2 separate regions of the Mus musculus genome follow, and region 2 is linked to region 1. Evidence: chromatin contacts called from public Hi-C data. All regions are on one chromosome and are shown on one strand. The core of a region is the stretch at or near the end of the contact, and the rest is flanking DNA. Distances in the headings are between cores, read along the strand shown. Region 1 overlaps Fgd2 (FYVE, RhoGEF and PH domain containing 2). Region 2 has its middle 53 kb from the start of Ccdc167.

Evidence for each region. Hi-C and Micro-C count contacts between places; a contact is called where the count stands out from the background.
Region 2: a Hi-C map of Th1 cells shows a contact between it and region 1, with 3 times the contacts expected there. The contact joins two enhancer-like sites. A contact is called at or near these places in 4 of 484 Hi-C or Micro-C datasets (CD4 T cells, Th1 cells, embryonic stem cells and 1 more), 2 of 115 datasets of contacts at active chromatin or transcription factors (memory CD8 T cells and regulatory T cell precursor) and 1 of 9 other capture datasets (embryonic stem cells).

Annotation. Positions count from the first base shown.
Region 1 is chr17:29,377,049-29,384,237 of GRCm38.p6, reverse strand. Fgd2 (FYVE, RhoGEF and PH domain containing 2) reads right to left here. Exons shown (of 16, transcript NM_013710.4): 15 at 5,779-5,925; 16 at 4,703-5,393. The coding sequence ends at 5,178. Among named protein-coding and RNA genes, the nearest start is that of Fgd2, 20 kb to the right of the region's middle. Within about 2 kb of position 2,612, at least 47 of the 459 cell types and tissues checked have an H3K27ac peak or open chromatin away from gene starts, as enhancers often do. A contact at or near this core is called in Th1 cells and memory CD8 T cells, where this site is marked.
Region 2 is chr17:29,766,784-29,773,972 of GRCm38.p6, reverse strand. No RefSeq gene overlaps it. Among named protein-coding and RNA genes, the nearest start is that of Ccdc167, 53 kb to the right of the region's middle. Within about 2 kb of position 4,117, at least 83 of the 459 cell types and tissues checked have an H3K27ac peak or open chromatin away from gene starts, as enhancers often do. A contact at or near this core is called in Th1 cells and memory CD8 T cells, where this site is marked.

The DNA.
Region 1 (7,189 bases), core at 1,363-3,862:
TCCAAGCCTTTGCTAGCTGTAAACCTCTGGGAACCAGTGATGAATTGAAGGGTGGGTGCTGGAAGAGCTGACAGACATGGAGACCCTGTGACGCCATCCTGACAGTGACCCCGAGGCCACTGTCGTCATCATAGCCGAGCCACACAAATCATTCTGCCATCTCCAGTGCCCGCTACCAGGGAGTCAAGGACTCTGCTCGCTCTCCAGAAACCCAAGCTTAATAGTTTTAGAGACAAATACTAGTCAGACAAACAGAAAACAGACTAAATACCACTAACATCAGGGTGACAGTGACAAACGGTTACTGAAGCAAAGTAAAAAGACAGCGTGGGAAAGGGGGACTAGGAAGCTGGTCAGGGAGCCTCCCAGAGGAAGGCCATTAAGGCAGGGGTCTCAGTCTATCAGGGGACGTGCCAGAGAATCTCTGCTGAAGGAGCCACAGGCACAAAGGCCCTGGGGGTGCATCTGGGAGCCTTGGTGATAGAGAAGGTATCTTAGTCAGGGTTTCTATTCCTGCACAAACATCATGACCAAGAAGCAAATTGGGGAGGAAAGGGTTTATTCGGCTTACACTTCCAATACTGCTGTTCATCACCAAGGAAGTCAGGACTGGAACTCAAGCAGGCCAGGGAGCAGGAGCTGATGCAGAGGCCATGGAGGGATGTTCTTTACTGGCTTGCTTCTCCTGGCTTGCTCAGCCTGCTCTCTTATAGAACCCAAGACTTCCAGCCCAGAGATGGTCCCAGCCACAAGGGACCTTTCCCCCTTGATTGAGGAAATGCCTTACAGCTGGATCTCATGGAGGCATTTCCTCAACTGATGCTCCTTTCTCTGTGATAACTCCAGCTGTGTCAAGTTGACACAAAACTAGCCAGTACAGATGGTTATCTTTTGAGAGGTGACCCAGGGGCTAGATCGAAAGGGCCTAGTGACCCACAAAGGAGGAGTCCATCAGACAGATTTCTAACCTGACACCACTGTAGATGGGAACCACCTCCTGACACACAGCTTGGTCACTTTTCTATTGCTGTGATAAAATATCATGATCAACACATATTTTTTTAAAGATTAATTTATTATTATATCTAAGTACACTGTAACTGTTTTCAGACACACCAGAAGAGGGCATCAGATCTCATTATGGATGGTTGTGAGCCACCATGTGGTTGCTGGAATTTGAACTCAGGATCTTCGGAAGAGCAGTTGGTGCTCTTAACCACTGAGCCATCTCTCCAGCCCAGCCCACTCAACACATCTTTATAAAAGAAAGGATTTATCTGGGTTTACAGTTCCAGAGAGAAAGAATCCACCATCACACCATCAGAGCAAGGAACTATAGCAGCACTAAGCAAAGAGAGAGAGAGAGAGAGAGAGAGAGAGAGAGAGAGAACTGGGGATATCGAGGGGCTTTTGAACCTCAAAGCCCACCTCCATTGACATATTTCCTTCAGCAAGGTTGCACTTAAACCTCACCAGGGTCACCAACTGGGGACTGAGTGTTCAAACGCCCGGCCTGTGGGAGACATCTCATTCAAACCTCAACAGTTTCAGAATTAGAAGGAGTCGTGTGATCAGGTTTGGTATTAGCACCGACACTCAGGGGTTAAACCAGCGTCATGGCTTAGAGCCAGGAGCAGCGTGGGAATGTGGAAGAGAATGAGCAAGGGCTCCCATGGAATCCATGCTGACCTGGAAGCAGGCGGGCTTAGGGCGAGAAGGACTCCTTCTGAGGAGGGGGTGATTTGGTTCAATCGGGAGAGAGTTGTCCGCCATGCACATCTCTGTGATCCAGCACTACTACATAAACGGAACACAGAGAGACAAGAGGATCAGGACTTTAATATCATTGATTTTGAGAACAGCCTGGGCACATGAGACCCAGAATCCCAGGGGATCCAGGGCCTCTTCTGGTCTCCTCCACACATGCACACACATGGTGCACATAGACACACACTCACACACATAGAAAGAAATAAAACCTTAATTAAAAAATAAAAGTAGAGCCGGGTGTGGTGGCGCACACCTTGGGAGGCAGAGGCAGGTGGATCTCTGAGTTCAAGGCCAGCCTGGTCTACAGAGTGAGTTCCAGGACAGCCAGAGCTACACAGAGAAACCCTGTCTTGAAAAAAAAAAACCAAAAAAACCCCCAAAAAACAAAAAAATAAATAAATAAAATAAAATAAAATAAAAGTAGGGGGCTGGAGAGATGCTTCCAGAGGTCCTGAGTTCAATTCCCGACAACCACATGGTGGCTCACAGCCATCTGTAGTAGGATCTGATGCCCTCTTCTGGTGTGTCAGAAGATAGCAACAGTGCACTCATATACATAAATAAATCTTAAAATAAATACATAAATTAATTAATTAAAGTAAAGTAAAGTAAAAGCTGACAAGAAGCTCACATGACTGCCTATCAGGCTATGCACAGATTCATTCAGCAGACATCCCCGTCTCCGTCTCCATCCTCAGGGGTGGAGGACCAGTCTGAGGTAACCCAATCTAGATGCCCTGCCCTAGTGGACACAAACTGTAGGGGGTTGGCGGAGGAGTGGCTCTACAGTGGGCTGGACACTAACTCCTGGGAGATGCTGCCCCCTAGTGTTAGCTGTATGTGACTCGGAAACTGTCAGTTATTGAGTGTCCTGACTCATCCCACCTTCCCCGGCCTTTCCCTTTTCATCTGTATCTGTGTGGACTCACACTGGGGTCTACGGGCTGATTTGGAGATGAGGGTGTGGCTCCGGATGGAAAGATGCTGTGCTGGCAACACAGGGCACTCAGATCACAACAAGAAGAAAAGAACAAATGGAGCCTGAAGTTCCTCAGAGCCCCGAGTGCCGGTAGCGGCTCAGACCCTTGGGCAGAAGAGTAATGTCCCACAGGGGAAGTCAGGGGGAGGTAAGCTTTGTCCAGGCTCTGACATATATATGGTCATGATCCCTTGTGTCAAGGTCCCTTCCCTAGCTGGGAACTGAACCCAGGTCCCTGCAAAATCCATCTCTCCAATGCAAAGATCGTGTGCATGTGCGCATGCGTGTGCGCATGCATGTGTGCGTGTGTGCACCCTTGGAGGCCAGAAGAGTGTTCTGGCTCTCCTGAAGCTGTAGTTACAGGCAGCTTGAAGTTGTGAGCTGCCTGCCCTGGGCTATGGGATCCTCTGCAGAAGGAAATGTCCTTCACTCCTGAACTCTCTCTCTCCAGCCCCTAAATTATTTTTTTAAAGTCAGCACAAAGCATGGGTTCCCCTGTAGCATTCCTGCATGTATTTTTCTTACTTTCTCTTTCCTCTTCTCCCTTCCTGGGTCCCCATTTCCCCATGCTGGTCCCCTCCTACCTACCCCTTCTGTTTTCTTATGTCCTGTGTTCACTACTCACTCTTCCCCTTAGGATCTCTTCTTCCTGTCTCATGGTTCCCTTTCTTGTTTTATGACCTACTTTACCCAACATATAGACATATTTATACATTTTTAAATCCAGGTCCCATGAAAGAGAGGAAACACGCCATGTCTGGTGTCCGTCTTTCTGAGTCTGGCTTATTTTGCTTAAATGCAATAACTCCCACGCATCTCATGCAAATGTCACAACAGTGTTCCTCTTCATGGCTGCATACAATTCCACTCTGCATATGTGACACATTTTCTTTATCATTCATCTGTTGATGAACATGTGGGCTGGTCCAGTTCTCAGAGATAGTGCAACAGGAAACACAGATATGCAGGCATCCCTGTGGAGTGCTGACTTAGGGTCCTGGTGTGCAGCCAGGGGGTGGCACAGCTGGGCCAGATGGTAGTTCTATTTTCAATGTTTGAGGAACTTCTATCCTGACCCGCTGAGCCATCTCACTGACTCCAAGCATCCCTGAGGGGAGGAGGGGCCAGACGGAGATGTCCATTTTATTCCCATCCATGTCTCTCCAACTCCTTCGCCCTCTTTTCTCTACCTCCTCCCCCCATGTCACTGGCTCTCCTACGCACCAGCTGTGTGACCCAGAGACAAGCAGTTAAGCTCTCTGAGTAGATGTCCTCATCTGGAAAGCAGTGGAATTCGATCATGGTGATAAAACACCCAGAGCATCCTGGTGTGGACTTGTGTGCCTTTAATCCCAGCACTCAGGAGATACAGGCAGGGGGTTCTCTGTAAGACCAGCCTGAGCTACATAGCTAGTTTCAGGCCAGCCAGGGCTACAAGGCTATAAACTGAGAACCTGGTTCAAAACACACACGTACACACAGACACAGACAGAAACACCTCACACACATACACATGCATGCACACCACACTCACACATACACCACACAAGCATACACACACACCACACACACACACACACACACATCACATGCACACACATAGTATACAAACACACACACACACACCATAAGCACACGTGGGCACGCACACTGTGGCTTCATGGGATCTTGGTGCTATGATCATCGTTCCCCTGGCTTTGGCAGGTGCCCTGAGTGGCTCTCAGTTTCCTCTCTGGCCATGAAGCCCAGTGCTTAGGGCCCTCCCATGGAGGCCCCTGAAGTTCTCTTGCCTCCCCCTTCTCAGACCAGTCAAATAAAAAGCCTTGCTAAGAGACCCAGACATTGTTCAATTTCAAAGTTAGTTGGTGTCTGTTTTTCCCCTCAACCCTTCCAAAGTTTCCTAGGTCACTCACACCCAGGCTCAGACCCTCACTAGGGTGACAACAGTCCCAGTTATTGGTACTTGTCATCTTTTATTTTGACTTTTTTTGTGCTCTCAGGTTCTTGTGTAGCCCAGGCTGGACTGTAACTCACTCTATAGCCAGGGCGACCTCGGCCTTTTGGTCCTTCTTCCTCTACCTACCCAACTGTTGCATGTATTACCATGCCCAGTTTATGTTTCGCTGAGGACTGAACCCAAGGCTTCATCCATGTTAGATGGGCATGCCACCCATTAAGCTACAACATTGTTTTAGCAATGAAGATTTCATGATCCAGGGATATCCGCCCCCTCTCCAGCCAGCTGGGACACTTGGTGGTATCTTCCTGAAGGAAAGGGCCTGTGTCTGCTGGATACAGAGTCAGGATGAATTGTCTCGGTATAGACATCAGGTGGGTCAGGGGTAGCCCAGCTTGGGGTGAAGTGATAGAACCATGGGGTAGGCCTGGGAAGGCTGTCATGGACTCTCGATGAGCAGCTGGCTGTGGTTCAGTCAGACACATCTTCTTCGTCAGGTCCCTCAGGGGTCCGGCCACTGGCCGCACGCTTGATAGCTGTCACCCAGCGGCCCTGCAGCTCCACAGACTCGGCCTTGAAGGTGTACTGCTGGCCTGACTGTTGCAGCTGGAAAACCCGAGGGTCCCCCTGGGGCCCTGAAATCACCTGATAGCCCAGTAGGGGGATGGAGGTGTGAGCCTTTGTGTCCTGGAGGAGAAGAAAGCCATGGGTTAAGGTCCCTGTCCCCCAATTTAGTCCTGCTGCTCCTGACAGACATATATGCCTGCTTGAGCCAGAAGCCCCCTGATGGAGGGGGCCTGTTGAAAGATGAAAAAAAGCAGGAGGGGGAGGGGGGAAGGGGAGAGGAAGAGGAGGAAGAGAGAGGAGGGGAAAGGAGAGGAAGAAGAGGAAAGAATGAGTCTTCCTGTACTCTGAGCCCAGCTCTGAAACTCAGTAACCTATAACTTGAGAAAACCATGTCCTCAGAGGGCCTCAGTTTCCCCATCTTCCCTGCAGGGTAAATAACACCCCAAGCCCACTCTCCTGTCCCCCTGTGAGGATGTGGAGTCTAGCTGGAGCATACATGGCATACCTGGGGGGCTGCATAGACATACAGGACAAGGGGGTCATCCCGGGGGATCACACACCAGCTCCGGGGAAGGCTCCTGCTGCACTTGTCCCCTATGAGCTGCAGGAAGCTGCACACCAGACTCTGCTCGGGTGCTGCTGAGGCCTCTTTCTGAAAGCAGAAAGGACGGTCAGGTGACAGAGTGTCCACAAGGTGGCATGAGCCACGGGACTTCACAATCACTACTTTTTTTTTTTTTTTTTTTTTTTTTGTGAGACAGAGGCTCATGTAGCCCCGGCTGACCTAAAATTTGGTATATAGCAGTGGATGGCCTTGAACTCCTGGTCACCTTCCCCACACCCCAGGATTCTGGGTATGGGCATACGCCATCACTCCCGACACAATCACTACATCTCTGCATCTCTGCATAATACTACAGGTCATTTGTTTCAGAGGCTCAGAGACATGCGGTCCTGGTTCATGCTGGCCAAGGGTAGGCAGAACTGTAGGAGCGATGAGGTGTGTGTGCTCACGTCGGCAGGCGCCAGAGCCAGGGCTGTCCTCCTGAGCTAGTCAAGAGACAGAGCTGGGCTTGGCAGGCATGAGACTCCAGAAGCAGGTCTTTGCCCAGTTGTGGGGCTGGTCGGAGGGGACACATGGGGTAGAGAGGGAGCCGATGTCCGTGAGAAGCCAACTTGCTCATGGGAGTGAGTCTAAGTTGAAATACGCCAGCTTCCCTCTTTTTTTCCAAGGGACTGTGGGATGACACTTTAGCCTTCAAGGGGGAGACTGTGTAACCCAAAGATGACCACAGCTGGTAGCCATAGCTCATGCTCATGGGATGGGAAGTGGTTCTGAGAGGGCTTCAAGCTGGTACACTGATCACAGAGGAGACCAAGAAGAGCTGTATGATGTTAAGAAGATCACCTCTCTGGACTGGTTTTCCGAGGCCCCTTTCTGCTAGAACAGTGCCTGCAGTCTGCCTGACTGGAGCCTGGGTATCCCTGCCTACCCCACAAGATCAGTGGGCACATCCCAGTCTTTGCCTTGCAGAACTGTGGGGTGGGCCCTAAGAGCGTGAACTGAAACAGACAGGCCATGCCGTTACTGAATAGGGACACAGAGGAGTCGGGGAAATCGAGTAATAATAGCCTGCAGTCCATAGCTCCTGGCTGTTGTCAGGTCTGGTATGTTTGGATCAGAGGAGAGGGGCTGTCTATGGGTAGAAAGTTGAGGGGATGCCGGGCAGTGGTGGCGCATGCCTTTGATCCCAACACTTGGGAGGCAAAGGCAGGTGGATTTCTAAATTCCAGGCCAGCCTGGTCCACAGAGTGAGTTCCAGGACAGCCAGGGCTACACAGGGAAACCCTGTCTCTAAAAACAAATCGAAAAACAAAACAAAACAAAAAAGTTAAGGGGAGGGTAGTCCTGGTGG
Region 2 (7,189 bases), core at 2,868-5,367, 390 kb before region 1:
GGGAAGGAGGAGGGGAGGGAGGAGAGAGGGAGACAACAGACATAGACTGAGTCCATACCATGACAAATGCCTGGAGACTAGATAGGCAAGGAGGCCAGATGGGAGAATCTCAAAGGGAACTTCCTGGACTCAGGCCCAGAGGAAAGAGCCATCAAGTGGGCAGAGACACCCAGAGCCTTCAGTGACAGTTAGGAACTATCCAGGCATCCATGACAGATAGCAGGATGGGACTGATCAGAAAGGCCACCATCTCACGGACTGATGATGATAATGATGGATGTGCCTGGAGATAATGAATGGCTCGACCTGCTGATAGATCAAGTTGCCTCCCGCCACCTTGCTCACCCTGTGCTCACCCTGTGTGACTGGGCATGGCAGCGGTGGTTGCTGCTCTTCTGCTACCCACAAGGGGGAGCTCGCGTTCGGGACCCGGTCAGAGATGGTTTCCGTGACGGTAGGACCACGTGATCCTCCTCTCCTCCCTCCCATTCCTCAGGTTCATAAATGGTCCTGATTGAAAACTGCTCCCCATGGAAGGGCAAGAGAAAGGCTTCACGGTAAGTTGCTTGGCCTAGGTATCTGAGCCATTCCCTGTCGCTCCCCTGCGATGTCCCATGTCTTCTGGCCATGCTTTAAATCCTTCCCTTTTCTCTACCTTCCTCTTCCTACTCCCTAGACGCCAGTTCCTCCCTCAAATAGCCAGTCAAGTTATTGTTCTTGGAAATGCAGAGTCTGATTCCAAGAAGAGTGGGGCTGAAGTTGGGTGAGCTGATGAGCTCTTCCTTCGAGCTGAGCCCAGCATGAAGGTTCAAGCCTGCTCCAGCAGCCCCAACACCAGCGGGTAGAGAGAGCAGGATCTGTGATGGACAGCCTTGTGAGGAACCTTTCCTGGGATTCAACTATGGTACAAGGGATAAGACAGGAGAGGACCTGGGAGTGGGGTTAAAGAGAATACTGGGATTCTGTGAGAAGAGTTGTCAAGAGTTGAAGCCCAAGTTTCTTGGTAGCTCCTGGAAGGGCCAACAGTCATGCAGAGGAGACAAAGTCACTGACTGAAAGAAATGCATTCCCAGGGACCTGCAGAACATTCTGCAGGGAAAGCCCAGAAAAGTTCAGCGGCTAGTTGAGCAACCTACTGCCTGGCAGCGACAGCTCTGTGGCTACCATCAAACTCAGGGAGGAAGGTTATAAGAGAAGACTCTTAGCAGGGGTAGCTAGCAGTGGGGAGGGATTTCCCTTCCTCTATGTCACAGCCCTCTTATATGTCTTGAGAGCGAAGCAAACCAACTGGCACACCTGCTCCTACCTGAAGGAAATGCCAGCAAAGTAGCTTTAAGCCACAAGCAAGACACCAGGCATGGTGGCACCTGCCAATCTCTATGAGCTTGAAGCCAGCCTGGTCTACATAGTGAAAGCCTGTCTAAAGAAAGAGAGAAAGACAGAAAGAGGGAGAGAGAGAGAGAAAGAAAGAAAGAAAGAAAGAAAGAAAGAAAGAAAGAAAGAAAGAAAGAAGATAGGAAGGAAGGAAGGAAGGAAGGAAGGAAGGAAGGAAGGAAAGAAGGAAGGAAGAGAAAGCAACAGGAAAACAAGCACAGAGGGGGAGGGGAAAAGGGAGGGATAGTCGGACAGACAGACTGACCAAAGTTGACCAGGATGGGCCAAAGTTCAGAAAGGCTGGGTCAGCCAAGGCAGAGTGATGCGGAGTGGGGCATTGGAGGCAGCTCCATGCTCCCAGGGTGAGAGCCCTGGAGGAGTCAGCATGAGAGAGGGACACTGGGGCAGATCACAGCAGGTCCAGTTTGTCTTGGGATGGTTTTGAGCAGGGGAGTCTCAGGCTCAGATGTGGAATGAGGAGGGTGGTTTCAGAGAGTGTGAGAGCCTGGGAGTCACTCAAGGAGCCTTGCATGGTGAAGGTGGATGGCAGAGAGCCATGACAGTATGCTGAGGCTGGACAGGACCCGGGAGGAAGGAAACAGATGGCAAAATGGACGTCCAGACAGCATTCTGTGCGGGGGCAAATGGCTATTTCACACTCTGAAAGGTCACATGGAGGGAGAGTGGGCTTAGGGAAGGAGTTTCAACTTGGAATGTGCTATGTTTGAGGCGTTCAAGACTACCCAGCCTCGGGGGCTGGAGAGATGGCTCTGCAGCTAAGAGCACTGACTGCTCTTCCAAATGTTCAAATCCCAGCAACCACATGGTGGCTCACAACCATCCATAATGAGATTTGATGCCCTCTTCTGGGGTGTCTGAAGACAGATATAGTGTACTCACATATAATAAATAAATAAATCTTTAAAGAAAAATAAAAACAAAAAAACAAAAAGAATACCCAGTCTCGATGGGCAGTGGTGGCTCACGCCTTTAATCCCAGAACTTGGGAGGCAGAGGCAGGTGGATTTCTGAGTTGGAGGCCAGCCTGGTCTACAGAGTCAGCTCAGGACAGCCAGGGCGACACAGAGTAACCCTGTCTCAAAAAAAAATTACAAACAAACAAACAAACAAAACAAAACAAAAAAACAAGAATACCCAACCTCGCTTCCAGGAGCAGTTGGAAATTCTGACCAGAGTCTATGGGCCAAGGCTGGACTCCCAGCCTCCACTGTGGCTAAAGACCCTGTGGGGACCAGAGCTGACTGGCCAGGAGAAAGAACTGGGCCTGGATCAGAAGAGGCAGTGGGAAGAACCTGATAGGGTGGCTATGTCCCTGGGAGAAGTACCGCAGTGGGAGTGGGGAGTGTGAGGTCACAGACAGGACACAGGAGGCAGCAGAGGCAGATGTGGAGCAGCTGAGAGCATCTATGAGAAGCGCTGAAGGTGCCTGTGAAGTTGGCAACAGTACGTCATGCCTACTAGACATCTTATTAATGATCCAGTTTGGCAGGAAGCAGGGGTCGTTCCATCTGAGTCATTCAAGGACAGTTTAATGAGGGTGTGGGCTGGGAGGAGAGAAACCGGCGAGGGATGCTAACTGTCCAGCTAAAGTTTAAAGAGGGGTGCCCCCTCCCCGGCATGCAATCCGTTGGAGTAGTAGCGTCCCTTAAAACTAGAAAAGATGTGGATAGACTCTGAAGGGGATCTAACAATGTGTTTATTACATTTGTGTGTGTGTGTGTGTGTGTGTGTGTGTGTGTGTGTGTGTCTGCCTCTCTGTCTGTGCCTGCCTGCCTGCCTGCCTGCCTGCTAAGACATGGGCTTGGAGGAACAAAGACAACTTTGTAGGAGTTGGTTCTGCCCTTCCATTATGTGGTTCCTGGGACTTGACTTAGGCTGTCAGGCTTGGCGACAGGTGCCTTTACCCACAAAGTTATCTCTCTGGCCCCTTGAGAGGGACTTCTGGTTTTTCAGATCCAAGAAAAATGGAGGGGAGGAATCTTTTCCTCTTAGTCTGTGTCAGGCAGGGAAGAGGGACTTACTTCAATGGTCAGGGCCAGCCACAAAGATGCAACTTGTGCTGGTTCAGGACATGGTCCTGGCAGATGCCAGCTCTCCCCAGCACATCCACCCCAGACCGGCTCTGAACCCAGTTGGTAGGGGACCAGCATTCACAAGGCTTGGGTTCAATCTGCCATACTGCACAAACTACCGGCGTGGGATTACATCTGTAGTCCCAGCATTTAGGAACTCGAGGCAAGTGAATCAGAAGTTCAAGGTCATCTTCAGCCACCTAGTGAGTTCCAGGCCTGCTTGAGACACGTGATACCCTGTCCCAATCAAGCAATCAATATCAATCAATCAAACAGTAAGATCCTAGCCCAGGTAGGATCTTACAGTGACCACAGGCAGCATCATTAGTAAGATCGGGCATCGCCAAGGCCAACACCCTGTGGTCTCTTCCTCTCAGCATCCATCTACCTGACTGCGCACCCCTCCCTGGTAAGACCTGCCCCCTCTCATCCCAAAGGGAAGACCTGTGCTTCCCTGATGGTCCCAACAGCAAAGTTCTAAGTGGCCCCAGTTCAGGTCGCCATCCCCACCCCAGAGTGAATCATTCTGCCAGCAATATGGGGATCAGAAATGGAACCGGAAGTCGGTGAAAAAGCCACCTTAGGCTCCCTCGGGGAAGTGAGAGCAGCTGCAGAGGCAAGGCTGCTGGAGTTAGAGCCACACGCACCCCCATGTTTCACTGTGAAGAGAGGTGTGAGGGGGTGGGAGGAGGGGATGTCTTCGGTTTGCTCAAGGCTGGGTGTGTGTGTCAGAAACACAGCAGAGGGAAAGGTGGTTTATCAGATAAAGATTTAAAGATACATGCCGCCAAGTCCTGAACCGGCATGACTTGAGTTCAATCTCCAGGACCTACCCGGTGGAGGGAAAGGTGACTCCCAACAGCACAGACGCACACACAAACATGAAATTTTAAATAAAATCTAAAGGACACAGAGATTTGTACTCTTCCTCATACACGTTGGGTACACGTACATGATTAAGTAAACATATGAGATCTTGTATCAGACAGGGTAGGCCAAGTTACACTGCAGTAAGGAGTCAGATCAAACCGCCAAGTTCAGTTCTGGCTCACGCTTCAGGCCCTCCTGGGCTTGGCTCATCATAAACAGCCCCAGGACCCAGGCAGGCTGTCGGAAATGCTACAGCTCACACCTGCGGGGCCGGGGCGGGAAGTGGGGGGGGAGGAGACATGATCTTGCATGCCTCTGAGACACAAAAGTAAATTCTACTGGCTAAGAATGCTGATTGGCCAGAACTGGTCACATGGCCCTTCCAACCACAGGGGTAGTCAGGAAGTGCTACCTAGAGGCTGGGAGCCCCAGCGAGTTCTCAGCAAATTGTATCAATGACTGTCATGCCTACATATAATTGGCTTATGTATGTGTACTTACATGCATGCATGCATGCACACACAGGCTCTCTCTTTTCTCTCATACACACATACACATGCACACACACAGACTCGCGCACTCACACACACACATCCCATGGTCATAGACTTATGTCAACTCCCTTTGCCCAGCCATCAATGTCGAAAGTCCCTAGCGAGGTGCCTGCTGTCATGGACACCTGCACCCACATTTTGTCCTGACTGCTGCCTTCAGCTCTTCTGCCTGGTTCTCGGGGCCCCACCATTCATCTCTGCTCTGGGTTCATTCTTCCAGTCTCCCTTCCCTGGTGGTCCTCCCCTGTGGTCCTCCCCTTCTGCCAGGAGGAGGTAAAGGGGACAGCTGTGTGTTTATGCAGTGATACTGCACCACCGACACTTGCTTCAGGTTTCTGGCTGGGGTGTTAGAATCCCCTCCCTTTCTCTTCACTTGCCTTGTGAGCTCTCTAAGCACGAGCTGGTGACAAACAGAGGGGCTGTCTCAGCTAGAAGGGCAAGGGGGTGAGACCCAGAAGATGTGGGGGTGCAAACAGAGCAGGCAGGGACAAAGAGAGCCAAGACGCAGAGTGCAGAGGCAGGGGAGACATCTCAGTGGGTAAAGTGTCTGCCGCACAGGCAGGAAGGCCCGAGCCCGAATCCCCAGCGAGCATGAACATCTCCAATCCCAGCGTTGGGCAGGGCCAGAGGCATGAGGACCAGGCTGGCCAAACTGGTGAACTTCCCAGAGAGCCAGAGAGCTTCTCTCCCAAAACCAAGTGGGGAGCAATGGGGTAACTCACCGAATACCTGGGCCCCATGCACGTGTGCACGCAAACACGACGAAGGCTGGAGAGATGGCTCAGCGGTTAAGAGCACCAACTGCTCTTCTGAAGGTTGTGAGTTCAAATCCCAGCAACCACATGATGGCTCACAACCATCCGTAATGAGATCTGACGCCCTCTTCTGGGTTGTCTGAAGACAGCTACAGTATACTTACACATAATAAATAAATAAATCTTTAAAAATAATAATAAATCATATAGTGCAGCAGAAAGACTCGGTAACGCAGACAGACAGCATGTGGGGGCCAGAGGACAACTCGAGGGAGCCAGTTTTCACGGGTTCTGCAGGCTGAACTCAAATTGTGATGCTTGCCTGCAAGCTCCTGTACCCACTGAGCCATCTCGTCAGCCCTAGGATGAACTGAAAAGTAGAGAGGAGGTGTGGCCCTTTCCAAGCAAGCAGCAGAGATTTGAGGCTGGGGGTCTGCTTGAGGCACAAGCAGGGGTTTCCTTGGAGATCTTTCTGTTGGAGGAGTCGGCTGGGGTCTGAGCTGTGTGGTACCCCAACTGCTTATGCCTCAACTCTAGGGCCTGCTTGTGTGTGACTGTCCTCTGAGCCAATCACTCACCATCTTGAGGAGTTCAGCTATACCTGCTTATAAAGGCTCATCCCAGCTGGATTTGCTGTTTGTGCCCCCCACAGGGGTTGGGGAGGGTCATGAGACCCTCGCCTGAGTATTTGGCCCGTTGTACGTAATTCTGTTCTAACTGTATGTGGCCTTGGGACAGAGCTAGAGTGTACACAGGCTAGGGAAGACTAGGGAAGTGGAACTTGAACAATTAGTGCTGCTGTGGGAAGTCGGCCCGCAGTTCCTGATGGGTAAAGACTTTCTGGTGTGGCATCTTAGGGAGGGGAGGTCCCTGTTAGTAACCCCTCAAGTATGCTCTGGAAGGAACCTAGTAAACTCCTTGGCTTTCCCGGAGTGAACTTTGGGGGAACTGTGCCTCAGCTTGTTATTAGACCTTCAGAGGAGTGGCGATCTCCCTGTGGGAAGGAATTTTAATAGTGCTCTAGCCAGATGGTTGTAGGGAGAAGTAAGACAGACAGGAAGCAGACCCTATTCTGTATGGGAGCAAAGGAATGCCAGGCTGGAAAGGGAAGCAAATCTCTGCCTCTCCAGAACCCAGGCCTAAGCAAAAACCCAAGCTGTTCCTGCAATACTCTTCCGCCATTCCCACCCCCCAGCCGTCCATGCACCTGCAGATCTGCTGCAGACAGACAGCTGCAACTCCCAGCTACAGAATGACAATCCAGACCAACAGCTACAAAGGAGCAACTCCCAGTTACAGAATGACAAACTGACAAACCCAAGAGTTAGAGAGGACAAGAGCCCCATACTCTAGCAGTGGGGAGCTCCTTAAACCACCTGTTCTTCCAGACCACAGTCAAAACCCTCCCAGGTCAGCAAGAAAAAAGTGGGTGTGGCACCAGGTGGGTGTGGGAAAGGGGCCCTAATTTGTGTGGGGGGGTGAGCCCTCAACAAATCCATACAGCAGCCCCATGTTCAGTCACTACCTCAAGATCCAAGGAAAC